Regions from separate parts of the Mus musculus genome. Here regions 2, 3, 4, 5 and 6 are each linked to region 1. The links are chromatin contacts, called in public ChIA-PET, HiChIP or PLAC-seq and promoter capture Hi-C maps. All regions are on one chromosome and are shown on one strand. The core of a region is the stretch at or near the end of the contact, and the rest is flanking DNA. Distances in the headings are between cores, read along the strand shown. Region 1 holds the start of Csk (c-src tyrosine kinase). Region 2 holds the start of Stra6 (stimulated by retinoic acid gene 6). Region 3 has its middle 21 kb from the start of 1700017B05Rik. Region 4 has its middle 28 kb from the start of Sema7a. Region 5 has its middle 31 kb from the start of Gm39343. Region 6 holds the start of Sema7a (sema domain, immunoglobulin domain (Ig), and GPI membrane anchor, (semaphorin) 7A).

The links. Promoter capture Hi-C pulls out the DNA fragments that hold promoters and counts their contacts. ChIA-PET counts read pairs in DNA pulled down with a chosen protein or histone mark. HiChIP or PLAC-seq counts read pairs in DNA pulled down with a chosen protein or histone mark.
Region 2: a contact with region 1 is called in an HNF4G HiChIP or PLAC-seq map of pancreatic cancer cells. The contact joins the promoter of Stra6 here to the promoter of Csk in region 1.
Region 3: a promoter capture Hi-C map of pre-B cells shows a contact between it and region 1, with 2.5 times the contacts expected there. The contact joins the enhancer-like site here to the promoter of Csk in region 1. A contact is called at or near these places in 3 of 39 promoter capture datasets (the C10 cell line and pre-B cells), 1 of 484 Hi-C or Micro-C datasets (CD8 T cells) and 2 of 115 datasets of contacts at active chromatin or transcription factors (effector CD8 T cells and pancreatic cancer cells).
Region 4: an H3K4me3 HiChIP or PLAC-seq map of the 230-238 cell line shows a contact between it and region 1, with 20 read pairs. The contact joins the enhancer-like site here to the promoter of Csk in region 1. A contact is called at or near these places in 1 of 39 promoter capture datasets (embryonic stem cells), 1 of 484 Hi-C or Micro-C datasets (B cells), 8 of 115 datasets of contacts at active chromatin or transcription factors (the 230-238 cell line, CD8 T cells, the SCID.adh cell line and 4 more) and 3 of 9 other capture datasets (adipose tissue, embryonic stem cells and liver).
Region 5: a contact with region 1 is called in an RNA polymerase II ChIA-PET map of memory CD8 T cells, with 102 read pairs. The contact joins the enhancer-like site here to the promoter of Csk in region 1. A contact is called at or near these places in 1 of 39 promoter capture datasets (stem cell-derived epiblast-like cells), 1 of 484 Hi-C or Micro-C datasets (CD8 T cells) and 3 of 115 datasets of contacts at active chromatin or transcription factors (effector CD8 T cells, memory CD8 T cells and pancreatic cancer cells).
Region 6: a contact with region 1 is called in an HNF4G HiChIP or PLAC-seq map of pancreatic cancer cells. The contact joins the promoter of Sema7a here to the promoter of Csk in region 1. A contact is called at or near these places in 4 of 39 promoter capture datasets (the 3T3-L1 cell line, epiblast stem cells, hippocampal neurons and 1 more), 1 of 15 datasets of contacts at CTCF or cohesin (embryonic stem cells), 10 of 484 Hi-C or Micro-C datasets (the C2C12 cell line, Th1 cells, cortical neurons and 5 more) and 11 of 115 datasets of contacts at active chromatin or transcription factors (the 230-238 cell line, CD8 T cells, T-cell acute lymphoblastic leukemia and 5 more).

Annotation. Positions count from the first base shown.
Region 1 is chr9:57,643,625-57,647,749 of GRCm38.p6, reverse strand. Csk (c-src tyrosine kinase) reads left to right here and starts at 2,097. Exons shown (of 13, transcript NM_007783.3): 1 at 2,097-2,755.
Region 2 is chr9:58,132,087-58,136,211 of GRCm38.p6, reverse strand. It overlaps Stra6 (stimulated by retinoic acid gene 6), which reads right to left and starts at 2,137. Exons shown (of 19, transcript NM_001162476.1): 1 at 1,764-2,137; 2 at 1,010-1,138. The coding sequence starts at 1,122.
Region 3 is chr9:57,281,107-57,285,231 of GRCm38.p6, reverse strand. No RefSeq gene overlaps it. Among named protein-coding and RNA genes, the nearest start is that of 1700017B05Rik, 21 kb to the right of the region's middle. Within about 2 kb of position 1,676, at least 30 of the 459 cell types and tissues checked have an H3K27ac peak or open chromatin away from gene starts, as enhancers often do. A contact at or near this core is called in pre-B cells, where this site is marked.
Region 4 is chr9:57,965,847-57,969,971 of GRCm38.p6, reverse strand. No RefSeq gene overlaps it. Among named protein-coding and RNA genes, the nearest start is that of Sema7a, 28 kb to the right of the region's middle. Within about 2 kb of position 2,246, at least 95 of the 459 cell types and tissues checked have an H3K27ac peak or open chromatin away from gene starts, as enhancers often do. A contact at or near this core is called in the 230-238 cell line, B cells, CD8 T cells and 4 more, where this site is marked.
Region 5 is chr9:57,338,169-57,342,293 of GRCm38.p6, reverse strand. No RefSeq gene overlaps it. Among named protein-coding and RNA genes, the nearest start is that of Gm39343, 31 kb to the right of the region's middle. Within about 2 kb of position 2,258, at least 103 of the 459 cell types and tissues checked have an H3K27ac peak or open chromatin away from gene starts, as enhancers often do. A contact at or near this core is called in CD8 T cells, effector CD8 T cells, memory CD8 T cells and 1 more, where this site is marked.
Region 6 is chr9:57,938,218-57,942,342 of GRCm38.p6, reverse strand. It overlaps Sema7a (sema domain, immunoglobulin domain (Ig), and GPI membrane anchor, (semaphorin) 7A), which reads right to left and starts at 2,231. Exons shown (of 14, transcript NM_011352.3): 1 at 2,015-2,231. The coding sequence starts at 2,192.

The sequences.
Region 1 (4,125 bases), core at 848-3,347:
CACACACACACACACACACACACACACACACATGCACCATCACTCCAGGCCTGTTATCTTGCTGAATCTGCACCATCTCTCATGAAAGAGGCATGCTCTCAGCCTGATCTCACCAAAGAGGAAACAGCTCAGAGACCTTAGGTAACTAGTTCAAAGCCACACAGCTCTTGAGATTTAACCTTGAGATTCGGTCCCCAAATATCTGTTTCCCCCCCCCCCTCTGTGTCACACCTAACTCTGAGATCTTCTAGGTGCCTCCACCAAAGGTGTCCCTAAAGAACCAGTTCCCTGTAAGCAAACTGGTACTAGGCATGCTGGGTGAGAAGACCAACCTGTCGTCTGGGGTGGGAGTTGAGCATATCCAACTCCTGCTTCTAACATTTTAAGTTATTTGCAATCTGCAACCTTGCTTCTCACAGAGCCCCTTTCTTCCCCTCAGTCAGTACCACTTTACATTGCATTCCAAGTCTTTGCCAGCAGCGTCTCCTCTCCCATCTGAAGATCCCCCTCCCACTCCCTCACCCCCATCCCCTGCTCCTAAACTAGTACCCTCTTTCAGTCCTGGTCCTTAGAAAGTGCTCCTACACCTAGCACCTCCAACGGACTTTCTGGCTTCTCTCTAGCCACTGTGCTTCCATTCTGTGGCCCTCCCATACAGGAGCACTGCTTGCTCCTGTAGCTGAGAGCAAATTGCTCCGGGAGGATCCCGGACTCCTCATTAACAATGGTGCATAATAACAGCCCGTGTTTAATTGAGGACTCACCACGTGCCACTTGCGCACCGAGCACTTCAAACCTATTAACTCATTTCCTCTCCACAAAACCTTACAAAGTTGGTGGTACCGCTCTTGCTCACTTTACCAAACCACAGTGGAAAAGGACAGACAGAGATTAGCTAACTGGTCCGACGTTGTTACACAGCCAGTGACAACTTCCCTATTGCATCTCAGCTGAAAATAAAGCCCGGAAGAGTTCCAAGAAGCTCTGTGGTTCTTTGGCCCTGTAGCTTGCAGGACTGACCGCATCTCTTTCTGCTTTCCCCTACACACGAAGTAAGTCAGGTCTCCCTGCTGTGTTCCCAGATCTAGAAAATCAACCCATGTTCCCTTCTTTCCTGTTTCTTGTGGACCTTGTACCTTTTTTTTTTTTTTCATTGTTTATCAATTTGTTCTTTGTGACAATATTTTTGCAACAACCCCTCATGAGAATTTGGCAGATATAGAGGTTTTAAGAAGTGGACTCCGGCCGGGTAGTGGTGATGCACACTCTTTTTGTTTGTTTGTTTTATGTTTTGTTTTGTTTTTCGAGACAGGGTTTCTCTGTGTAGCCCTGGCTGTCCTGGAACTCACTTTGTAGACCAGGCTGGCCTCAAATTCAGAAATCCACCTGCCTCTGCCTCCTGAGTGCTGGGATTAAAGGCGTGGGCCACCACCGCCCGGAAATGCACTCTTTAATTCTAGCACTTGGGAGGAAGAAGCAGGCAGATCTTTATGAGTTCGAGGCCAGCCTGGTCTACAGAGCAAGTTCCAGAGCTACATAGTGAGACCCTGTCTCAGAAAAACAAAAGATAACAAAAAAACTACAAAGGAGGAGAAGGAAGAAGAGGAAGAGAAGGAAGAAGAGGAGGAGGAGAGAGGAGAAAGGAGGTGGAGGAGAAGGAAGGAGAAGGACGGTGGTAGACTACAGAGCAGGGGCTGTGTAAATGCATGCTTACTGTCCCAGAAGAGTCTAGGCCTAGCCTCCACTATAGAAAGAAAACTTCGCTGGGGGGGGGGGGGGGGGGAAGAGGAGGAGAAGGAGGAGGAGGAAGCAGAGACGGTGGTAGACTACAGAGCAGGGGCCGTGTAAATGCATGCTTACTGTCCCAGAAGAGTCTAGGCCTAACCTCCACTCTAGCAAGGAAGCTTCGCCTAGAGGAAGCTGAGAGGTTGGCTCTAGCATGCTGGTGGCCCTCTGAAAGGACCTTCGGGAGCCTTCGCGAAGGCCAGCAAGTGGGGGCAGGGCGTAGACGCGGACACACCCCCCGCATTTCCTCCAAGGTCCAGCAGAGGGCGCCGACCCACGCCCCGCTGCTCGCCCGGCAGGCCCCCTCGCGCAGGCGCGCCGCAGCGGGCGGAGGATCCGGGCCGCGCTTCCTCTCACCAGGCCTGCGAGCTTCCTCCCATCGGAGCCCGGGCGAGCTGAGGTTGGCCGCCGCCGCTGAGCCTGCTGCCTTCCTTGCGCTTCCGCGCCACCCTGCGCCCTGCCCCGGGGAATCCCACCGGGGTGGGGTCCGAGCAGGGCCAACCCGGGCCGCGCCGCCGTCGGGGCCGTCCCCGGGCCAGCCGTCCCTCCCGCCTGGCCAGCCTCTGGCCGCCCAGCCTCCGGGGTGTGGGGCTTAGGCAAGCCCTGCGAGCGGCGATCGAACGCCCGGGGCGGCCCCCCGGCGGCGGCGCGACGTCCCCAAACCGAACCTCCGTGGCCGCGTTCGGAAGCGGAACTCTGCCGGGGCCGCGCCGGCTACATTGTTTCCTCCCCCCCGGACTCCCTCCCGCCCCCTTCCCCCGCCTTTCTTCCCTCCCCGCCTGGGGCTGCGCGGCAGTCCCCCTGCCTGTCTGGCTCCCCTTCCCTCTCTTTTCGCATCCATACACCTCTTTGTACCGCACCCCCTGGGGACCCCTGTGCCCCTCCCCTCCCCCTTGGCCGCATGGACTGTCCTGCAGGCCACTGATGCCGCCCTCGGTGAGGAGGCCTGGACCGCAGTGCCCCCAGAGAGGTGAGTGCTGGGCAGCCCCAAAGGAGGTGGGTGTCCTAATGCCCCCTAGAAGGGAGGAGGTCGCTCGTCCCGCCTCTGTAGCCACCACCGCCGCGCCCACACCCATCCCCCCAACCCCCCACCTCCCAAACGGGTTCGAATTCTCCCGGGAATCACTGTCAGAACACTACTGGGAATGAGCCACAAGGGAGGTAGTACTACCCAGCACCACGAGAGAATTGGCTTAGGTCTGCAGAGTCCTACCTTCCCACCCCCCAACTCCCGTGAGGAGAGCAGAGTGGGAAGTGGCTGGACCCCGGAGGAAGAGAAGTGGTATGGGCCGGACTCCCGGGCGTTTGCCCTTTCCCGTTCAGGGCTTCCCTGAAGGTATCCTGGCTTGTCTGGTTCTGAACTCTACTTCAGTCGTTGCACAGAGGTTCTATTGGCTCCAAGCAGCCCAGGGCCATGCCACCTCCCTTTGTGCCTGATAGAAGGCCGGGTCCTTGAACTAAGCCTGTCACCCTTGACCTGCCAGAGGATCAGGCTTAAAGCAAGGGACCTCTGACCCTTGGGTGGAGAAACTGGGCAGGGCTTCCAGTCTGCGTAGAGGTGACACTGGGCATTGGTACTGTACCCCGTTCCCCCCACCCCCACCCCCAGCATCCTCATCAGTCTATTTTCCCAGGCTTCTCAGGACCCAGACCAGTTATTTGGAAGGGGTGTGTCCAGTCACTGGATCTTTGGAGCTTAAGTAGGAGTTTTTTTTTTTTTTTTTTGATCATTTTGTATAGCAGGGAACTGAGGCCCAAGGGGCAGGTCATATTCCAGGCTCCTGATGGAGGGAGGCTAGCTGTCTCTCATTCCCACTTCTGCAATGATGGATGGCTGGAGGTGGAGGGGAACCAGACCCACTCTGTAACTACCAGGGACACTGGCAGTCTCCAGCCTGACCCAAGAGGGACCTTGTGGGGTGAGCGAGCACGTGTTCCCTTGCAGAGGGCTAGAGAAGAGGGAAAGGGCTTCCGGCCTCAGTGCTGTCTTCTTACAGGCCGAGATATCGTATGCATTGCTTATAAGACTTCCTCTCAGTGCGTGGGACTGGGTCCTAATCGTGTGGGCCATCTGTGTGGTGTGGTGTGGTTAGGTGTGCAGAAGCCTGGTTCTGGGCAGCTTTGAAACAGCCTGGTAGTTAGTTCTGACCCTGCCTTTCCCACATTTACCAGATGGCTCAGTCAGAACCTGAATGGGGTCAGCGTAGGCAGAGTGGCAGACAACCTTGGACTGAAAGTGTCAGTATGGGGGAATGTTGACACTTGGGGCTTGTTTCTGTCTCCCTGGACCCTAGATGTCGTAGTGTCTCGGTAATGGCCACAGCAGGATCAGGCCAGAGG
Region 2 (4,125 bases), core at 888-3,387, 490 kb before region 1:
CTAAGCCCCTCCTCTAGTCCACCACTGCATAGCTGAGCTGGGGAGGCTGGGAGAAGGGGAGTCACAGCCTAGCTGACCGCAGGCTTCTTCTGCAGGTGGCCAGAACCCTAAGTCCAGAACAACAGCTCTTTCCCTAGGGCCTGGGTGGGGCCTCAGTCCCTGCTGGGTGACCCCAACCAAGCCAGGCTGAAGTCCTAGCCTCTGGGGAAACACTTGAGCATTTTTTCCTTCTCCAGTTTCAAGTTTTAATGGTGAACAGATGTGCACACATCTGGCTTAGTACCACCCGTCCACCCCATCTCACCCCACCCCTACCTCTCTGCTCTGCCTCACCTTTCAGGGGAGAGCCAAACTCCGGGTGCCTCAGAGGCAAGACAGTCTTAGAGGAGAGCAATACTATGCCATAGAAAACCCCAACTCCTCTGCAAGGTACCCAGACTAAACATAGATAGGAAGGGTCTAGGCCAGGAATTCTTGGGACAGCCATGGGGTGAGGGTAAACTGACCTACCTGCACACCCTCCTTGGACTAGCCTATACACTTGCTTCAAGAACAAGGTCTCCTCTCCCTCCATACCTCCTAAAACTCCCTCCACTCAGAGTGGTCCAGAGATAATGGTGCGCCAACGCTTTCCTCGGCAGCTCCACAGGGTTTTCTCCTACAGTTCCTGACTCTCCCATGCCTGTAAAGCCCCAGGGACAAACCCTACACCGAGCACCACAGAGGTCTGTGACACCCCCCTCCCCCCACACACACAGTGCTCCCCATCCTGGCTGGCTATGGACCACATGGCCTCAAGCCCTTCTTAATAATAGTTCAAGAACTGTTGTCCCCAGGTTTTATAGAAAGTCTGAGGCCCAGAGAGGCTGTGAGTCGCTGAGAGGTCACACAGCAGATAAATGGCAAAGCCAATCTTAGACACTCGCCCAGGGTCTCGCTGCCTCCATCTTGGCAACCTCTCTACCATAAACCGGCTCTGACGGCTGCCTGAGCCAATTGCCACACTTACCCCTCTGGCTGCACCTCCTCAGCTCCTAGAGGTTCCTCGATGTACCAGCTGCTGTAGTCATCTGTCACCCCGGAGGAGGTCTGGCTTCCATTCTCAGATGCCTGGGACTCCATGCTCCAGCTCTTCTTCCTTGACCCCAGACAAGAGGGGGGAGGGGCATACAAATGTGAAAAGAGGCTTAAAAGGAAAAAAAAAAAAAAGAAGAAGAAGAAACAAAGGAACATTTCTTGTTAATCCTAAAGGTTACTTTCTTGCTTTTAGCTCTCTGGGAAAAGTCGTCTGGGACTGCAGGTCAGGAGAGAGCTGGAGGAGGGATTGGGGGGGGGGATTGCGTGGGGGCAGACAGGAGTCTTCTCTTGAACTTCCCTACCCAATCGTGTGGTCTGACAGAGTGTTCTGCACCCCTGGGGGTTCAGGCTCTTGCTGGGAGCGCCTAGTGGACCAAATGACCTGTTACCAGCTGGTCCACTTTCAAAGATCTCTCTTGTGCAAACTGCCCGCAGAGACCCCTTCCTTCCCCGCCCCAAGCCCACCCAGATGGACCCACAGACAGAGTAGAAAGGGGGACCAAGGAGGAAGGAGCCGCAGAGATGAAAGGGTGGGCGGGCGGGCTGTGGCTGGCTCCACTTGGTCTGTCCTGCAGCTGGTCTCTCCACCCCTCCTGCTCTGGGGTCCAGCCCAAGCCCTCCCCTCTTCACCAAGGCTCCCTTGAGACCATCCCCCAGTCTCATTTGCCTTTAGTCAGCCCCTTTACCTCTTCAGCCTCACTGCTGGGAACACACCATAATTCTTGATGAGACCCCGAAGATGGATGGCTGCTGACCGTGCACATGCCTACCTCCTAGCACCTGCCCCAAGCTCTCCTGCCTAAGCATAGCCCCTCTTCAGAACCCAGCATCGTGGCATCTTAGGGCAACACCCTACTGGGGCTGGCTACAGAGACAGGGAGGGAACCTATCCACATGGTCTCCTGAGTATATATGAGGGAGAGCACACGTGTTACACTAGTAAAACCTTTTTGTTCTTACGACTTGATTTCACAAGAAGATAACTCACCCCCACAGGCGGAAATGAGTCCTTCAAACTCAAACCAGACCTGGGAGAAGATGAACTTCGCCTGCCTGCCGCTGTTCTTGTTCCAGCCCCGGTGAAGGGGTGAGGGTTTTCCTATCCTCCCAGAGGAGCTGGACCCCTGGCTGCCCCCTCCCTTCCCTGGCCCAGCCTGTGGGGAGGAGCAAGAGGCAGACAAAGCAGAGAGCTGTTCTCAGCTCAGACCTGACATTCTGAGGCTCTCAATCCTTCAGTACTCCGCAGGGGATTTGGGCCACGGTCTTGTACAGATAAGCTTTAAAAGCATTTTTATTGCATTTATTTATTTTGTGGGTGGGTAGTTGGGGAGGGGGGATCAACACATGCCATGGCAGAAGACAGCTTATAGCAATTGACCCCCTCTCTCCATCATGTGGGTTCTGGGGAGGACAGAATACTGGTCACTGGTCCCCGGTGGCAAACACCTTTACCCACAGAGCCATCTGACAGCCCCCTCTTCCTTATAAAAACACACTCATTCATTTATTCTTTCAACAGAAGCTTACTGACCACCTACTATGTTCTAGGACTGCTCTGGATGCTGAGACTAGAGAAAGCACAGTTCAGAGGTCTAGCCTACCAACATATATAGCCTCCAGAGCCTGGGATTTGCAGGGGGAAGATTGTCCTGACCAGTCCCATTGGGAACTGTGTTTGCAAAAGAGCAGTGGGAGGAAGGAGAATTCCTGAGGAAAGTCACCTTTGGGTGGAGCTCCAAAGGACACCAGCTGGTCCCCAGGCCCAGATAGCAGAGAGGAGCTTGCTTGTTCACTGTAGAAGGAAGCTCCGGGGTGAACGTTCAGAGTGGACAGAACCTCAGTCTCACAGGCCCCTGCAGCTGGCAGCCAGGCCCATGAGGCCAGGTGGGGCCTGAGTCCTGTGAACCCTTGCTGCCTCCTTCCCAAACATCCTATCTTCCAGGAAGAAGGCTCTGCCTTTCTCCCCATCCCACAGAGGAATTGTGAAGATGGAGCTTTCTCGGATACAACTCAGAAACCTACGCTGAACTGTCTGATATCAGGGGTCAGGCAAATCCTGCCCCTCAGGCTCTCTGGGGACAGGGATCTACCTTCCCTGCTCTCTTTCTTTCCCTTAGGACAGTGCCTGGCTCCGAGATCACAGAGATTTTAGATCCAGTCTGGCAAAACCACTTCTTGTTTTAGTGCTTCTTCTTCACTCATGGTCCTATGTCATAAGGCTGCTACGTGCCAGGCTTGCTGGAGCTCTCTGCTCCAATGCCAGAGCCTAGCATACCCTTCACCTCTCAAGGGTCACAGACACTCAGCATAGAGAGCAATCAATCCATATCTCAGCCCTGCCTCTCATGATACTGTTAACAAAGAGCTCAGTCCTAGACTATGGCCATTGCCTGAACAAGACAATCGTTAGATACCTCTACCTGTCAACTTTGTTCTGCCTTAGAGGGATTCCCTGCCACCTCCCAAGCCTTGTTCATTCATTCATTCATTCCAAATATCTTATGTGATAGTTGTGTCTTACCTACTGATGTCACCTACTGATGTCCTTGAGATTTAACATGTAGGGAGGTAGAAAGAGACAGTTCACCACGAACCATCAGAGCTGAAGAGAAAATACAGTGAGGGGAGGAAAGGAGAGATGGGCAATGCAGAGCCAGCTATATGCAGCCTAATCCTGAAGGGAGGGAGGAAGGGACCCTATCAGGCTACCAGAAGGAACCTCTGTCCACTCAAAGGTGAACCCATGTAGATAGCCCCTTACCAAGGCCAGGTATGGTCACTACCCCACCTTCCTGCACCAAATCTGCTCCCATAAAGCCCAAGATCCCAAAATACCACCTCCCTTTTCCCTAGGGAGATGTAGCAGCCACCTTGGTGGCAGCTCTACCTCCCTGGCAGGAATAAGGAAAGTATACACTTTGTCTTTCTCTGTTCCCATGGACCCAGAAGCAGCAATGGAGCCAGCACCTGGGGCAGAGCAAGGGAAGCAGGGCAGGTTCCCACACGGCAGAGGGTAGGGAACTTTAGGGAGAGGCAGACTACCTGTGG
Region 3 (4,125 bases), core at 427-2,926, 360 kb after region 1:
CTTGACCGCACAGCATCAGCTTGGAATAGGTGATGGCTGACTTGCTTTGGGCTGGCATCAGAGTGACGTGCTCAATGGGATGGTCTAGGCAGGACAAGTTTGTCCCCAGTTCCCACCCAGGCACCCGATTCATCTTGGCTTAAATATTGAGAATGCAAACCCTTAAGGGAAGATGTCTGCCTGTTTTCTGGGCATCTGCCAGATGGCTGATGGGAAGAATCCTGATAGTAGTTGGACCCTACATGAGTGTGCCCCTACCTGTGAGTGCCCACAGGACATTCCTGAGTTAGGGACAGTAAGACAGAAAATAGAAGCTTGCTTGCTTGCTTTTGTTTGTTTGTTTGTTTGTTTGTTTGTTTGTTTCTCGAGACTGTCCTGAAACTCACTCTGTAGACCAGGCTGTCCTTGAACTCAGACATCTGGTTGCCTCTGCCCCCCTACCCCAAGTGCTGAGATTAAAGGCATGTGACACCACTGCCCGGCTTGAAGCTTTCTTTTTAAAACCATTTGTGTATTTATTCAGTATATCTCTTCTGAGTGCCCTTCATAATTCTGGGCCTTATCTTGGCACTAGAGATACGAAAGCAAACAAGGCGACATCTGAACGAGCTCAGGAAATCAGCAAAGAGTAAATATATAATATCTCTTTTCTCATATTTAAGGGCTTGAATCTTTTTTAAAAAATATTTTTAAAGATTCATTTGTTTATTACACTGTAGCTGTCTTCAGACACTCCAGAAGAGGGAGTCAGATCTTTTTTATGGATGGTTGTCAGCCACCATGTGGTTGCTGGGATTTGAACTCCAAACCTTTGGAAGAGCAGTTGGGTGCTCTTACCCACTGAGCCATCTCACCAGCCCAGGCTTGAATCTTTTAAGTTGCTCCAATAACTAGTGTTCATTTTATCTGTGCTAAAATGGAGTATTAAAAACAAGACAACAAAACTCCCAACATGCATGTCCTGTAATCCCTACATTTGGGAAGCTGAGGCAGAAGAATTGGTGAGAGTTTGATGCAGTCCTGAACTGCACAGAGAGTTCCAGGACAGCCTGGGCTAAGAGAGAAATGCGATTATAAAGCAAAACCCTACATCACACCATGAGAGAGCCCATGGCTTAAAGAAAGAGCCCACTTTCTGCTTTTTAAACAAAGGGGCCTACAGTTAATTTCTTTTATTCTTTTATTCTTTCTTTCTTTCCTTTTTTCTGGGCTTTGCAAATCATAAAGCTAACCCCACACACAGTGCTGGGGCCAGTCAGCTCTCGGTGGCTCCCAAGTCCACACAATCAATGGTATCGCATTAATAGCCTGGAACGGCCACACTGGTTGTATTAATAACCCAGATTTCGAGCAAACGCTGTAAATCCCCCTTTTTTTGGAACTTGTCGTTAATCATTTACCAGCCTCCCACCGAGGAGAGCACTCAAGTCTGAGGAATCTCCTTCCTTCCCTCTGCTGTTCAGTTCTTTTGTTTGTTTGTTTGTTTGTTTGTCTGCTTGCTTTGTGAAGTTTTTGAAACACGGTCTCCATAATAGCCCAGGCTGCCCCGCCCCCATGATATGCTCCTGAGCCCTGAGATCACTGGTTAATTGTTTTTATTGCTTACGTTGTGCAGTGGAAGAGAAATAAAAAGAAGACAAGGAAGAAAACAGTTTCCAAAGCCTGTGACAGGCACTGATCCAGCCATTTCATCATCTCAGGGGTGAGCAAGCAAGCTGAGAGAGGCAATGGGGCTCACCCAAGACCACACACCCACGCCCACTGAGCTGGCATTTGGACCTGGAGTCCCAGCAGCACTCTGTATGGAGAGGAAGGGGCTCACTGGAGCTGTGTATCCCCTGTCTCTTGCACAATGCCCAGCACAGGGCTCCGAACTTTCAGGCCATGTAGGCAGGTAGAGGGAGTGTAGAAGTCCCAAAGTTTCCTCTTGATCTTCTTTCCGAAGAAGCCTACCTGAGCATAGGACAGAATATTGCAGCAGCCACCAAGTAGATCAGAGGTACAAGTACTCAACAAGCTGAGAGGACTCTCAGCCGTGCTCTCGGGACCAGGGAGGAGAGAAGGCCCGTGAGTCTCCCCTGGTCCCAGTCTTTTTGTCTCACTGCTACATAAATGTCTCATGGTCTCAAGTAGGAAGGAGCCAATCACAAAGCACTCCCCCCCCCCACCCCCTGTGGGCAGGGAAGAGGAAACAAGCTCCCAGAGGGAATGACACTCAAGAGAGCTAGGAAGGGGGAGGCAGGAATAGAAATCGGCACCCACTACCAGTGGACTCTTGTAGAAATTCTCCTTGATCCTGGTTGGCCTGGAAGAGGTTGCTCCTCCTTGGCCCTAGTCCAGCTGTGACCAGTCTTTCCAGAGCTTGCGTCCTATAGTACCTAGAGTCATTCTTCACAGAAGAGCCTCGGCCTTTCTCAGCTCCTACCTCAGGAAGCCCTCCTGCCCAGAATGCCTCCAAAGGGCACCCCCTTGCTAGCTGGGGGGCTAGCCTCTTCTGCACAGCTCCCCTCCCCAATCCATAAGGCTCTTGTCCTCTCAGAATGCATGAGGGACTAGAAGGAGGAAGGATTATGGCTTCTAGTTATTGCTGTCACCAATTCACCCTGTGACTTGTGGGTCCCCTACTCTCTCTGAGCCTTAGTTCCTTCCTCTACAGTCACCTGGGAACTGAAGTCCTACTGAGCACAGGGCACAGCTGCTAGGGCCCAGAAGCATCGTCTAAGCTTGGGATCTGTCCAGACACATTGTCATCTAGACACACTTTGGCTTTTTCTTGCTCTCCCCACTCCGGGGTAGAGCTTGTCTTTGGCCCCACTGCAGGGGACTCCTGGATACTAAACATAGAGGGGTATTGGGAGATCACCTGCAGTATGCTAGCTTTGCCTTTCAGCACCCCTCCCCAGTGTTAAATTCTCCCCATCTATAGCAAACCCCATATCTGTGAAATTGAAGTGCCCCTGGAAAATGCTAACCCCTACCCCCAACTATCGAACTAAGGAGGGTTCTGGGCATCCAAAGATGGACTCCCACCATGTCTCTTTGCAGAAACCTTGCTCCTTAGACACACAAGTAAACAGACCCAGCACGTTGTGGGAGTCCACGGGGGACTTGCCAATGCTGCAGTAAGCCATTGTAAAGTTTGAACACAGGGCTCTCTAGTCTTGGCTGCTGGGGATGGAAGCTCCAGGCTTTTGTGTTTGAATGTTACTTTGAACTCTTCTGCAGCTCCCACAGAGCAGGGGGGCGTTGGGGGCTGGGGAGACAGGACTCAGGGACATTGCAGCATCTATCTTGACACAGAGTCACTGCTCTGGGTTATCAGAGGCTGAAACAGAGCTGCCGTATAGGTGTGGGCGCTTAGCTCGCAGCTGTGGCCTCTGGACTGTGTATGCCAGGCTGAGCCTGTGGACCACGACGGTGACTCCGCCCGCGCTCAGGCGGCGCTTGGAGTAAACAAAGGCGCACTGCGCCTGGGGGCTTCTCCTGCAATCGGAGCGCAGAGTTACATCACGGTTCCCTGAGGGCGCCACCCTGGCAGCCAGTCCCCCGTGGCCCAAGCTTGCCCATGTCCGAGGGGCAGGCAGCTGGCAAGGTGCCAGGATGCGAAACTTTGCAAATTTTTCTCTTGAGGCTTTCAGGGCTTTGTTGAAACATAGGTTTAGACCCAAGACCGGAGTGTACAAGGACTGTACCTCAGTTTCCCCATCTGTGAGACTAGGTGGCAATGATAGGCTTCTGGGTCTCCCGCCTGAAGTATGGGGGAAGCAGCCAGGGCGAGGGCTGAGATGGGCTGTGACCAGTGACCAGAGGCCAGCTTTGTGCTGTCTACAGAGCAGTTTAGAGGGGGTGCTTGTAAAACCAAGTGTCCTAGGACGTACCCAGCCGCTGCACCCCTTTTTAAGTCTCCTTGGAGTGTAGAGCTCAGCCACCACATAGGAAGCACAGCTTTGAGTCTTAGCATCCACCTGTTCTCACTTGCTCTGGGCGTCAACCCTCTAGCTGTTTTGTGACAATTGGTTGAGTTGGAAAGGTATTGGGTTGCACACCCTGGACAGAGCTTTCCCATCCACACTATCAGCTTCTCTGCGGGAGCAAGCTGCTGAGAAGATGGTGGGCACCCGAAGG
Region 4 (4,125 bases), core at 997-3,496, 320 kb before region 1:
GACTGAAGTGAACATGTGCACAGATGTCTGTGTGTTTACTCAAGTGAGCAGCCCAGATGTTGGTGCCTGTGTGCTTGTGCGCAAGCGTGTGCTGCCCCTCTCCTCTCCCATGTGTGTTTCACGTGAGTGAAAACAAGAAAACAGGCTCAAGAGAAAACGGGGGTGAGGGTGGGGGGACACACAGAGAGAATGAGCCTGAGACAGTAGCAAACCGAGCCTCTGATCACAGGGGGCAGAGGTCCCATTGCATCTTCTTGCTTTGCCTGTGCTTAGGCCTGGGGTAGGGGTGTCTCCAGATGAGGTCAAGAGTCTACAGGTGGAGTTCAGGAAGGGCTGGCTTAGGCAACAGGCCCTACACCTCCTCATTCCCAGGCCCAATCTGAAAACTCTCCTAGGGCTACAGTTTGACCCAGCTGAGAAGTGACTCTGGGTTCCTGTGGTGGCCGGTGTGGATTGCCAACCTGACACCATCTAGAACCATCTGAGAGATGGGCCTCTAGGCATGCCTATGGAGAATGGAAATGAGATTAATTAATGAGGAAAGACTATGTTAATTAGAGGTGAGACCACGCCCTGGTCAGGGGAGCCTAGGTGATAAGTGGAGAGAGGACTCTGGGACAGTATCTGATCACCGCTCTTTGCCTCTTGAGTGTGTTACTCAATGCCACCAACTGATCCAGGCTCCCGCTACCCTTTGAATTCTTGGTCACAATGAACGTTAATCCTTAAACTTTGAGCCGGAGTAAACTTTATCTCCCTAAAATTGCTTTTGTCAGAATATTTCTTCACAGCAACAGAAAAAGAAATGAAGACTAGATAGAGCCCTAGTCATGCAGGATGCAGAGTGAGTCAGGGCTCCTGAGGCAGCTGGGAGACAGAGACACTCAGAGCCAGGGGCAAAGGTCCTAAAACTATCTGGCCTATCCCAAGAGGCCAATGTGCACAGTGAAAAGGTCTCACATCTGCTAAGAAGCAGAGGTGACATGGAGGTGAGAAAACCTCAAGGTTTTGAAATGTCCCACCCCACCCCCGACACCTTCACCTTGATGGGAACCCTCTAGATTCTGCCCACCCCTGCTTTCTTGGGGGAGGGGGCTGTGTGTAGGCGGGAACAGGCAGTCAGGAGCCCTGGCTTCTAGGCCTGGCTCTAAAGATCAGGTAATTCTGGGCATGAGACTGGTTCTCCAGGGCATCCTCTCCCTGTCTGTCTAATGGCGGACTGTAGAATCTACACCATGACTCTGCCTCCAAGGGCTACTGGGAAATGACACGGTAAGACGGGGCTTTGTTAATAGAATTCTGGCGCCGGCCATAGGAAGAACCATCCCAGGATCTCAGTGTCTTCCTCTTGGCGTCCCCTAAAGCTGTCCCGGGGAGAGGAAGGTGATTGTGGCTTCTGCCGGCCCACTTCCTGCAGCAGGGAGCATGGGGGAACTCACACTTCTGCTGTGTCACCTGCTCACTCATTTTTGCCACAGGAAAGCTCTCTCAAGAGTGAACCTCTAAGCCCTATAGGTCAAACTTGATGTGCTCCTTACAGTACCCAGCAACCATGACCAGAGCTGGAGGAGGGCTCCAGGCTGGGAATCAGGACATGGAGCCCTGGTCCCACATCTAAAACAAAGGACTTACCCTCACTGGGCCTATGAGAACAGGCCTCCCTTTTCCCTGCAGTGCCCAGAAGATGGAAAGTCCAAGAATTTCAAGGCAGGAAGACATAGGACTTCTTACCGAAAAGTGTGGAAGCCCTAAAATAGGGAGACACTCCTAAGTGCAGCATGAAATATGAATGGCTGGACAGAGATGCCGCTCTACCCAGAGGAGTCTGTATGTAGGATGGAGCCAACTGCCATCGCTGGTCTCATACCTCTCCTGAATCCTTCTTAATCATCCCCACGTAACCCCAGTGGCTCCTACTCTCTGCCACATGCTGCAGGCTCTCTCGCAAGCTCTCGGCTTTGCCCAAAGCTTCCATTGCCTGGAGACCTGCAGTTTGCCTAAGTCCCCACGAGAACCAAGTGGCTAGGTCACCATTATCTGGAAGCCCAGGAACCAGTGGGCTCAGTTTGTTTGGGTGGGCAGAACAGGAGGCAGACCTCAGCAGGCCGAAGAGAGGAGTGCTGACTCAGGGTCCCCAGGGCCAGGACACAGAGGAGCCGGCCAGTGGCTTGGGCAGATTGTGCAGACAGTCTGGATTGCGGAGGAGCTGGCGGGCGCGGGCCCGGCTTGGCGCGGGTGGCTGTGGGGGAGGCTGGAACTGCAGACTATTTTTAGGCTCCTGTTCGATTTGAGAGACAAGGATGCTCCAGGCTATAAGGCTTTGTTCACTGGGGAAAGACTAAGGTGGCCCATTCCCCTGTAAGTCACCATCACCCCACCAGGACCTCAAGGCCTTCAGAGTTTCCTCTTTTGCCCCTAGGGACCGGTGTTGGGGGACAGAAAGTGGACTGGACACATCTCCATCAACCCCCTATGCAAACATTGTGTGGAGAGGTGATTTCCATACCATTTGCAAGCTGCCCGGCTTCCTGAGCAGAAGGAATTGAAAGTCCCCTCTTAGAAAACTCTCAAGGGAGCAGGGCATTCACCCAGGCATCCAGGTCCCCCTTGAGCTGCCCTTCTGAGTGGCAGAAGAGCTACAAGCTAAAAAGCACCGATGGGGGCAGCAACCCAGTGGTGGAAGATCCACATGGGCTCCGAACAACAACTATGTTCCACTGGGTGAACTGGTCTCTCCCTGCAGAACATGGGCTCCCTCATTCCATCTGTGACCATCTTACTGAACACCTACTATATGTCCCACACTGTTCTAACTGCTGGAGATTCATTTGGGAACAAGACAAAATTCTCCACGCTCTGTGCTGGCCAGTAGAAATGTGATATTGAGCTACAGAGATAATTATAAATTTTCTAGTAAGCCACATTAGGAAAAAGGTTTTGTTTTGTCTTGTTTTGTTTTGTCTTGTTTTGTTTTGTTTTTTAAATGGGTGAAATTAGCTGGGTGCAGAGACATAGATTTGTAATCCCAGCAGCCTGCAGCAGCAACAGAAGGAGCCTCTGTGAGTTCAAGGTCTATGTGGGGTGTGTTTCAGACCTATCAAAGTTACACAGTGCAACTCTGTCTCAAAAATAAAATAAAACAAATAGATTGTGAGGGACGGGGGAGGCTGGAGAGGTGGCTCAGAATTTAAGAGCACTCACTGTTTTCTTATAGGACGTGGGTCCTCACCCGGTACCCATATCAGGCAGTTCACAACTACCCGTAACTCCAGCTCCTGGAGATCCAACACCCTCTGGCTTCCAGGGCACCGGAACACAAGGAGCACATGAAGTCACGAAGGTGTATACATGTATCCATAACAAAAAAAAAAATGGATTTTAAAAATAGCCGGGTGTAGTGGCACATGCCTTTAATCTTAGCACTTGGGAGGCAGAGGTAAGCAGTCTCTGTTTGAGGCCAGAGTGGTACATATGGTGAGTTCCAGGCCAGGGCTACACAGTCAGACACACCTCAAATAAAACAAAATAGTAACAACAACAACAAACCAAATCTGTCATTGCAATGTGTTGTCCACATAGCAATTTAAGATAAATGCCTGTCCCGTATTTAGATTTTTTTGAAGTCCAGTGTGTCTTTTACCATTCCTAGACATCTTAAATCAGGTAAGTCACATTTGGAGGGCACAGTGACCCCAGAAGGGTACAGTTGTAGAGGAAAACACTCATTTGAGTCAGGAGAAAGAAATACCACAGTTGATAAATGACATCTGTAGCTGCAGGAGCAATAGCTAGGTCAAGTAACAGGCCTGTGTCTGTCCAAGGTGATGCAGGCCCAACCTTAAAGATGGTCCCTTCTCTGTGCCTCTCTAAGACCATTTACTCTGCTTAACCTGGAGCAACTGCCTGTCTAAGTGCAGAACCCTTGTCAGGGTCAAGGCCAGCGGTTCTGGCACCAACTGCCTCCGGGATGTGGTCCTGTGTCATTCCCTTTGTGGGGCTGGCTCACTGCCACTGGTGACCCTGACAATATGTTTATTTTCTCCCCAAAGTTTCTTTCTCCCTAGCTAACCAATACCAACACGAAAGAACTTCCTGAGGCTGATTTAGCTGTTTCAGATTGCTTTC
Region 5 (4,125 bases), core at 1,009-3,508, 310 kb after region 1:
AACAGACCTAGGGACCTCAGATGTCCAGCAACCCAGGGCCTGCCCATTGGTATTGCCCTGGAGTGATTCCACAAGGGCATGGTGGTCAGTCACCAGGAGGGCCCTGGTCTGCAGGGTTAAGGCGCGTCAAGCCTGGAGGATCCAGAGGCCAGTAAGGGTTAGGTGTCTAGAAAGAAACAAAATAGCCTCCCAGCTGGAGGAATGATGGGGGAAATGAGAAGGTACCTGGAGTAGAGCAGCTAGAATCCCACTTGTACCCAGGGGAGCCAGGTTCTTCAATGCCTTTCTCAATTTCTTGTATTTGCTTCTTTTTGAATAGCATTTGTTTTTAAAGTCGGGTTGTAGTTGGTCTGAGCTACTTTGTGGTTCTTCTTCTTCCCATCCTTTATCCCCTCCCCCCACCCGGCTGCCCCACACCACCCTGGGTTTCCAGGACACAGAGAGATAGAGATCCCTGCATCTAATTTCTTTTATTTTATTTGCTTCCTGATTACAGCTACTAATAAATCACAACCAACCCCTCCAAACAACCAACAACCACAGACCCCACCTGTGGGGCTCTAGCATTTATATACCCTCTGAAATTTCCCCAGAGTTCCAACCATCACACAATTGCAGAAACTATCTATAGCTGGCAAAGCCATGCCTCTGCTAAAGCAGGAGGCAAATCATAGTCAGCAGCTGTGAAGCACCCCATATCCCATACCTGGGATTCAAACGAAACCATATTCCCATCATATTTCTGTGTTTTTTAAACAAACCAAAATTCTCACTGCATGGGGTCTCATTAAAAGATTAAAATATGCCGGGTGTAGTGGTGCACTCCTTTAATCCCAGCACTCGGGAGGCAGAGGCAGGTGGATTTCTGAGTTCGAGGCCAGCCTGGTTTACAAAGTGAGTTCCAGGACAGCCAGGGCTACACAGAGAAACCCTGTCTCGAAAAACCAAAAAACAAAACAAAACAAAAAAAAGATTAAAATACTAAGACAATGAGAATGATAGAACCTGGGGGCTGGAGAGGTGGCTCAGCAGTTAAGAGCACTGACTACTTTTCCAGAGGTTCTGAGTTCAATTCTCAGCAACCACATGGTGGCTCACAACCATTTGTAACTTGATCTGATGCCTTCTTCTGGTGTGTCTGAATATAGTAACAGTGTACTCAAATACATAAAACAAATTAAATAAATAAAATATAAGAATGGGAATCATTCAACAGTGGTATCAATTCACATTGTTTTACCATGTTTGTTTGTTTGGTTGGTTGGTTGGTTAGTTGGTTTTTACTGCTTCATCCAAAGCAGGAGGCCATCTTCCAAAAAAGATGTAAAATAAGCATAGAGACATTCTCTTAAAAAAAAAAAAAAAAAAAAAGCCGGACGTGGTGGCGTACGCCTTTAATCCCAGCACTCGGGAGGCAGAGGCAGGTGAATTTCTGAGTTCGAGGTCAGCCTGGTCTACAGAGTGAGTTCCAGGACAGCCAGGGTTACACAGAGAAACCCTGTCTCGAAAAACCAAAATATAATAATAATAATAATAATAATAATAATAATAATAATAATTGTAAATAGCTGATAGTTCAGAAATTTTCATTTTCCTACAGAGGTGAAAGAAGAAAAGTGACAGAGAAATTGCACCACTGCTAGACAGACAAACAGAGTTCAGAGTGAGACAGATAGCGATCAGACTCCAGGTGTGGGATAAGCAACCTCAAGACTCCGCTGAGTCTTCCCAACCACAGTATCAGACATGTCTTTTCTCAATCAGACTACAATCATAATATTATACATGGATTTTCTAAAGCATCCTTGAGCCAAGCCTGGTCACCGAGACTGTAATCCCTGCTACTCGGGCGACTGAGGCAGGAAGATCTCAACTTCAAGTCCTACCTGGGCCAACTTGAACAAGTTGATATCTCAAAGGATAAAGTAAAGAAAGAGGCTGAGGAAGGTAGAGCATTTGTCACCCTTGTGGATTCAATCCTTGCCTCTACAAGGCTATTAACAATAACAATAACTTGTCTCCCATCTTCCCGGTGGGAGGGCAGAGAGGAATGGCTAAATCCTAAGACAAGGAAGCCTCCCTGTGACCAAATCTTCACTCTTGCTATTATCTCTGGGCCCAGTACACCTGAGATCCTTCATTGGGTCTTGAGCTCCTAAGCCTGTGGTTTTCCTCTGGGTGGTGACTCAGTGCCCACAGCCTACCCTGCATGCCATTTCCCCCTATCCGGGCCTTGTTGACTGCTCTGAGTAAGAGGTGGCTCTGTGGTTTCTCTGAAGCAACAACCACAAACTGCCAAGCCCACCTTACCCATCCTCCACTCCCCACCTTGTCTGTCACTCTCCTAGTCCCACCCCCAGGCTGTCGACTGAAAGAGAAACAGGGAGGTTTATATGTTTGTGCACTTGGTGCTATGCATGAGAGTGGAAGAGACCCCCATTCACCAGGCAGGGAGAGTTGGCTGAGGATGAGGATGCAGCTCAGCGGTGGAGTGCTCGTATATTTAGTCTTCATCACCTGCCCCTCTACCCACATGTGGGCAGGATGTGGGAGAGGAGGGAGAGAGATGGTGTAAGGCAAAATGTCTTCAGGGTTTCCTTTGGGGTAACCTATTTGCTCATTTACATGTATTCCTCAAAAGCGACTGAAACCATGACAATGGACAAGAAGATGAGATACTCAGGCACCTCTCCAGTGAAAACTGAGTCTTCTGGTAGCAAGAGTTCTGCTGGCTCTCAGCGCTCCAAGACTTCCTGAGCCAGGGGACTTATCTGATTCACGCTGACACTCTTCACCTGGGAGATTATTGAGTTGGCTTGTAAAAGCTCCATGTGGGGCTTGGTTCTGATCCATAGCTCTCAGCAAGGCAAAGCTGGGCTGAAGATGGGCACACCTTGCAGCTTACCGTCTCCTCCATCTTTGCCTCTCTTTTTCCTGGCTTGAATAGCAAGAGCCTCCCTGCCTGATAACCGTCCTGCATCCTACCACCCAGTCATTTGGCTTCCAAGACAGACAACCCTCCCATGCCTGGCTTCCAAAGGCCTGCCAGCCTCAATTGTGCCAGAGAGGTACATTAACAACCAACCAAAAGGAGGAAAGAAGGGGCCCAGGGTGACAGAGCCACCAGAGTACCTCAAGGAAGGCACTATCCTATGGTGTGGTTAAATCATTCAGGTTAGCACTGGGGAATAGCACCAAGGCAAGAGGCTGTGGGCCTCTTTGCACCTGAATACTGCAGCTCTGCACCTGAATACTGAATCTCTCTTGGCCTGGATGAAGAACAGCTCTCCACTTGTCCATCACTATTGACTTAGATCCATTGGTTCTTATAAGTGGCCCAGCAAGGCTGCACTGTCCCTGGCTTTCTTCCCAGACTCAGATGCTGACTGGAGACAGACGCCATTCTGGGTGATGATGACCTTCCAGAGGCCACTGTAGAGCTCAGTGACTCAAGGGAGCTGCCCTAGGTCAGAGACTGAGAAAGGAGAATGGTCCTGTCTTGGCTATTGTTCTACCACTGTGCTAGGATACCATGACCAAGGCAACTTATAAAAGAAAGTGTTTAATTTGGGGCTCATGGCTGCAGACGGTTAGAGTTCTTAACTATCATGGCGGGGAGCATGACAGCAGACAGGCATGGTGCTGGAGCAGTAGCCAAGAGCTCACATCCTTATCCAAAAGTAGAAGGCAGAGACAGTGACACTGGGAATAGCATGGACTTTTGAAACCTCAAAGGTCACCCCCCAGTGACACACCTCCTCCAACAAGGCCAGTCCCTAATGTTCCACCAACTAAGGACTTTAGTCAAATATATGGCTTGTGGGGTCTGTCTCATTCAAATCACCACAGAATCCTTATGGTAATCAAAGAAACCCCTGTATTGTGACCCCCTTGAACTTCACACCCACCTAGGAGATCATGTCTAACAGCTTCTAGCCTTCAATGGTGCTGGACATCACCCCCCCACACACACACACACACACACACACACACACGCCTTCCAGTTCTAACCCACTTGCTAGATACTTGGGATTACCCTCTGTAACTTTAGTTTTTTCAAACCTTGTCTTTAATAATGGTTCTTAGATACTTTAACCTCCCTTGTAGCCCACAACCCACCAGAGG
Region 6 (4,125 bases), core at 982-3,481, 290 kb before region 1:
TTACCCCATAGGAGACAGGAGGCAGCTGTCAGCCGGGCACACCATCACCAGCTGGTGGCCCTAGGGGCTTGGGGACAGGTGAATGGCAGGGCCTGTCTGGCCAGTGGGGCACCTGGCACTTGTGAAGGAGACTGCAGACTGTCCTTGGACAAGATTGGTGAGTGTCTGGTGGATCCCAGCCAGAGGGGGTCAATAGTGCATTACCAGTGTGGTCACTCAGTGAAGTGCAAGCTAGGGAAGCAGCACATAGAGATGGGCTGGGAGCCTGAAAGTGGGTAAGAGGGCTGAGAGCAGCTTTAAATAGTCTGAGGGTAAGGGAAGACTAAGTGCCAGGGATGGAGAGACATGCATTAAGTGCTAACAAGTGGGTGTGCATTAAGTATGTGGCGGGAGGTCAAGGAAGGATTGGGGGGACAAGCACAATCAAATGAAAGGGGTTTGATACAGAGGGAGATTCCAGAACACTCAGACATAACCGTTTGTCTCCTCTGGCATACTCATATGCATGTGTCTAAGACACAAGGGGACGGAGGAAGTTAACATGCTGGCAGGGACAGAGAAAGAGGCTGAAGTGGTGCGACTGTGGAGGGTGCAAGTATCCACCATGAACTGGATGTTCAGAGGTCCAGATAAACTGCTCCTCTTCCACCAGTTACACCTCTGGCTGGATGGCGGAGTTGGAGACGAGAGTACCACGTTTATGGTTTGGAGAACCATCTAAATCCTTCTCCTCTCCCTAACCTGGCCCAGGACAGATCCAGAGTCAGATCAGAGACCCCTCCGGCACAGTGAGTGCCCACACTGCCCAGTGACCTTGGGCAAGTCACATTCTCTCAGCTGCTGCGGCAGTTCGGGCCACTCATTTTATGTGGGTTTCCCCCCCTCTGCTAAGAATACCTGCCCCAGATAATGCTCAGACTTCCGCAATCCCTGCAAACTGCCAAGGCATCAAAGGGACAGTAGGGACAGACAGGACAAGTACCCCCAGCCCCCGGTGTGAGTCCCCCATCACCACTAGGGGAGGGGCTGCAGAGATGCCAAATTTGGGTACAGAGCTGAGTTTGTCTGGGGGCGGGGAGGCATTTGTGTGCAATGCAGGGAGGGAGCTCAGTCCCTAGTGGCAGAAAGCCTCCAACCCCAACCTAGCCAGCTTTCTGTCCCACCGTCCGTGGTTCTGAACTGCGATGCCCGAAGGAAAGACTCCAGTCCCTCAGGTTCTCATATTCACTACAGTCCTAAGGATGCACACTCCTCCCCAGATACGCCGCTTGGGGGTCCCAATGGCCTCGCCCCACCCAATGGGCACTGTCCCCCCTCCCCGTGCTAGTGCCGATTTCTGGTGACAACTGCCACGTGCGGGCAAGGGGGGAGCGGCTGGTCCTAGCATTACGGAGACAGCGCCCAGGTGCTCGGAGCCCCTGCACCGCACCTTGTCCCGGTTCGCCGCAGGGTGCCCACCCCCTTGCCTGGCCCGCGCTCCGGGCCGGGGCGGGGGCGGGGGCAGGCGGCGGGGTCTTTGTTCCCGCAGCCCGAGCGCAGCGGCGGCGGCAATGGGTCCGCGCCCCCTTCACCAGCCGAGCCCGAGCCCCGCGTGCCAGCAGAGCTCGCAGCTTGCAAGGAGGAGGTCGGGGTGATGAAGCTGGCCAGGGGAAAGAAGGGTTCTGTATAGTAGACCCCGTGGCGGAAAGCCAAAGAGCCTCGGTGAGACAGGGGCCCGCAGCCTCCCCCCGCGCTCGGGCGCTGCGGCTCCGGCTCAGAGCTGCCGTTGGACTTGGAGCGCCACTTAGCTGGGCCCGGGCCCCAGCCACTCGCTCGCACGCTGCAGCGCTCCAGCCCGCTCCGGCGTGACAGTACGCACACTCACAAACACTCACCCGGACCCACACGCTCCCTTCGGGGCCAGCCTGAGACCCGCAGAGCTGCGCACACGCACTCTCTCCGGGTGCCGCACACTCTGCACCCGCCCCGCAAGGCGTCCGATCCCGCGCCCCGCCGGCCGCGCGGCGCCGCCTACCTTTCCAGACGGCGGAGATGCGGGGTCCGCTCCTCGAGTGGCCTTGGGCGGAGGCGGCGGCCACCCAGAACACCAGCAGAAGCCGCAGCCGCAGCGGGAGCCCGAACCGAGCCGGCAGGCTGAGGACGCGGGCGCGCGGTGCGCTGGGGGCGGCACGTCCGGGAGGAGGAGGCGTCATCCCGCAGCCCCGGAGCGACAGCGGCAAGCAGCCGAGACTGAGACAGCGCCCGGCCGCAGGCAGAACCTAGCGCCAGGAGGCGGAGTCAAGCGCCTGACCCCACCCCGCCCCTCCCCCCCGCCCCTCGCAGCCTTTTCTAGCTTTGCCGGTGGCCCCTTGCTTGTGCGGTGACCGCTGCCAGGAAAACCTTCGCTACCCGCACGCGGGCAACTCCACCGGGAGAACCCAGCTGCAAAGAAGACAGACTTGTGATCTGTCATGAGGGGCAGATCCCATCCCTCCTCTGGGCTTCAGTTCCACTTCCCTCGCCCCAGTGGAAAGAAAGGCCTAGGAAATCCGTAAGGATCTCTCAGCGCATGGATGAGTCTAACACCGGACAACCCCCCTTGCTGTCAGCTAAGTGGTTTGTAGTCAGAGAACCATTCTCATAGAATGGGCTTGCGGGAGTGGGACGCAGCTCTCTGCTGATCCTATCAGCCGGAGCAGGATGCTTTCCTCTGTGGAGGAGAGAGGGGAGGTCTAAGATGTGTGGGGTGCCCACAACGCCCCACGATTGCTCTGCCTGAGAGAACACTGGGAATTTTTCATCTTGGCCTGGCTCCCTCCTCTCCCTCTCCTTTCTCCTCCCTTCCCCAGCCAGCAGCCTTCTGGGCTGCCTCCCCCCAGCCAGCTGGTGTATGCTCAGAAAATCCAAACTCATTTCCATGTGCACTGAGGGGGATATAATTAGGAAGGCCCCTTCCCCAAGAAAAAAGTGAGGGGCACAAGACTCATAATCAGAGAGGGAAGGTCAGACCAATCGAAGGGAATCTTTCTCTGCCTAAGGCTCAGCTACATACCAAGGGCAACCTGGTGACGCGGTGGTAGTTCCATCAGAGGGTCCAGGCCCCTCTGCAGTCACCTGAACAACCCAGGAAACTCTGTCATTGGCTTATGTTTTCAGAGCCACTTTGTCTGCTCTTCGTAAAAGGGTCTCCCATGTTCCTTGGGCCAGAGATGGACAGATTCCCTACCTCTGCTTGTACCCAAAGAAGCTATGACTGGGAAATCCATCCAGGTCAGCTTGTCCCAATCTATTGCTTACTGTATATGTAGTCTAAGATGTACTGCACCAAGAAGAGACAGGGCAAGGAAGAGGGAACAGAAGTAAACAAAGACTTGACCTTCAAAACCCACAGACCCAGACATACTGAGCATGCTGTAGACACAGGCAGACCCTGGGCAGGATGCCCTGACCTCAGAGCCAGCCTCTTCACTGCTCCACGGGCAGGGAGGTTTTGATACAGCGAATCTTAGCTCTGCCAATTGTACAGTCTGCTTCTAGTTGTTTTCTCCATTCCTAAAAGCCCCAAAGTACCCTAGCCACTAAGGTGAATTCCTCCAGATCTCTCTGTGGGGAGGGGTCTAGAGACACTACAGGGCTGTGCACGGAGTCACTAGCTTCATGATGCCTAAGATCACAACCCCAGAAAGAAAAGCCTATTGACAGCCCAAGAACTCCTTCCCAGGCCTGCACTGAATCCTGTGGCCCTAAAGTTGGCAAACTGACCAGGCCAAAGTAGCTTCTAAGAATGATACTTGCTTTCTAGCCCAGTGACTCATATTCTGGGCAGTTATGCCCTCCAGTATCTTCATTTCTATAAATGATTGGGGCAAGTTAAGAAACCACCCATCCCTGCCTTTAAGAACCAAGCATTCAAGTGCATCTGAAATGAAAACATTACCCATGTGCACAGTAACTCATAAAATGCAACCCACTTCCGCCTACATCATTCCTCTCAGACCTACATTTTTTTCCTCTGATAAGGAAACATAGCTCCAACTTAGGGACAACTCTGAGGCATCCAGGACAACAGGGGTCCGTCTGAGATCAATTGGAAATGAATGAATGGAGACAGAAAGCCAACTTTTCTGACTTTAATAACAATTGCCA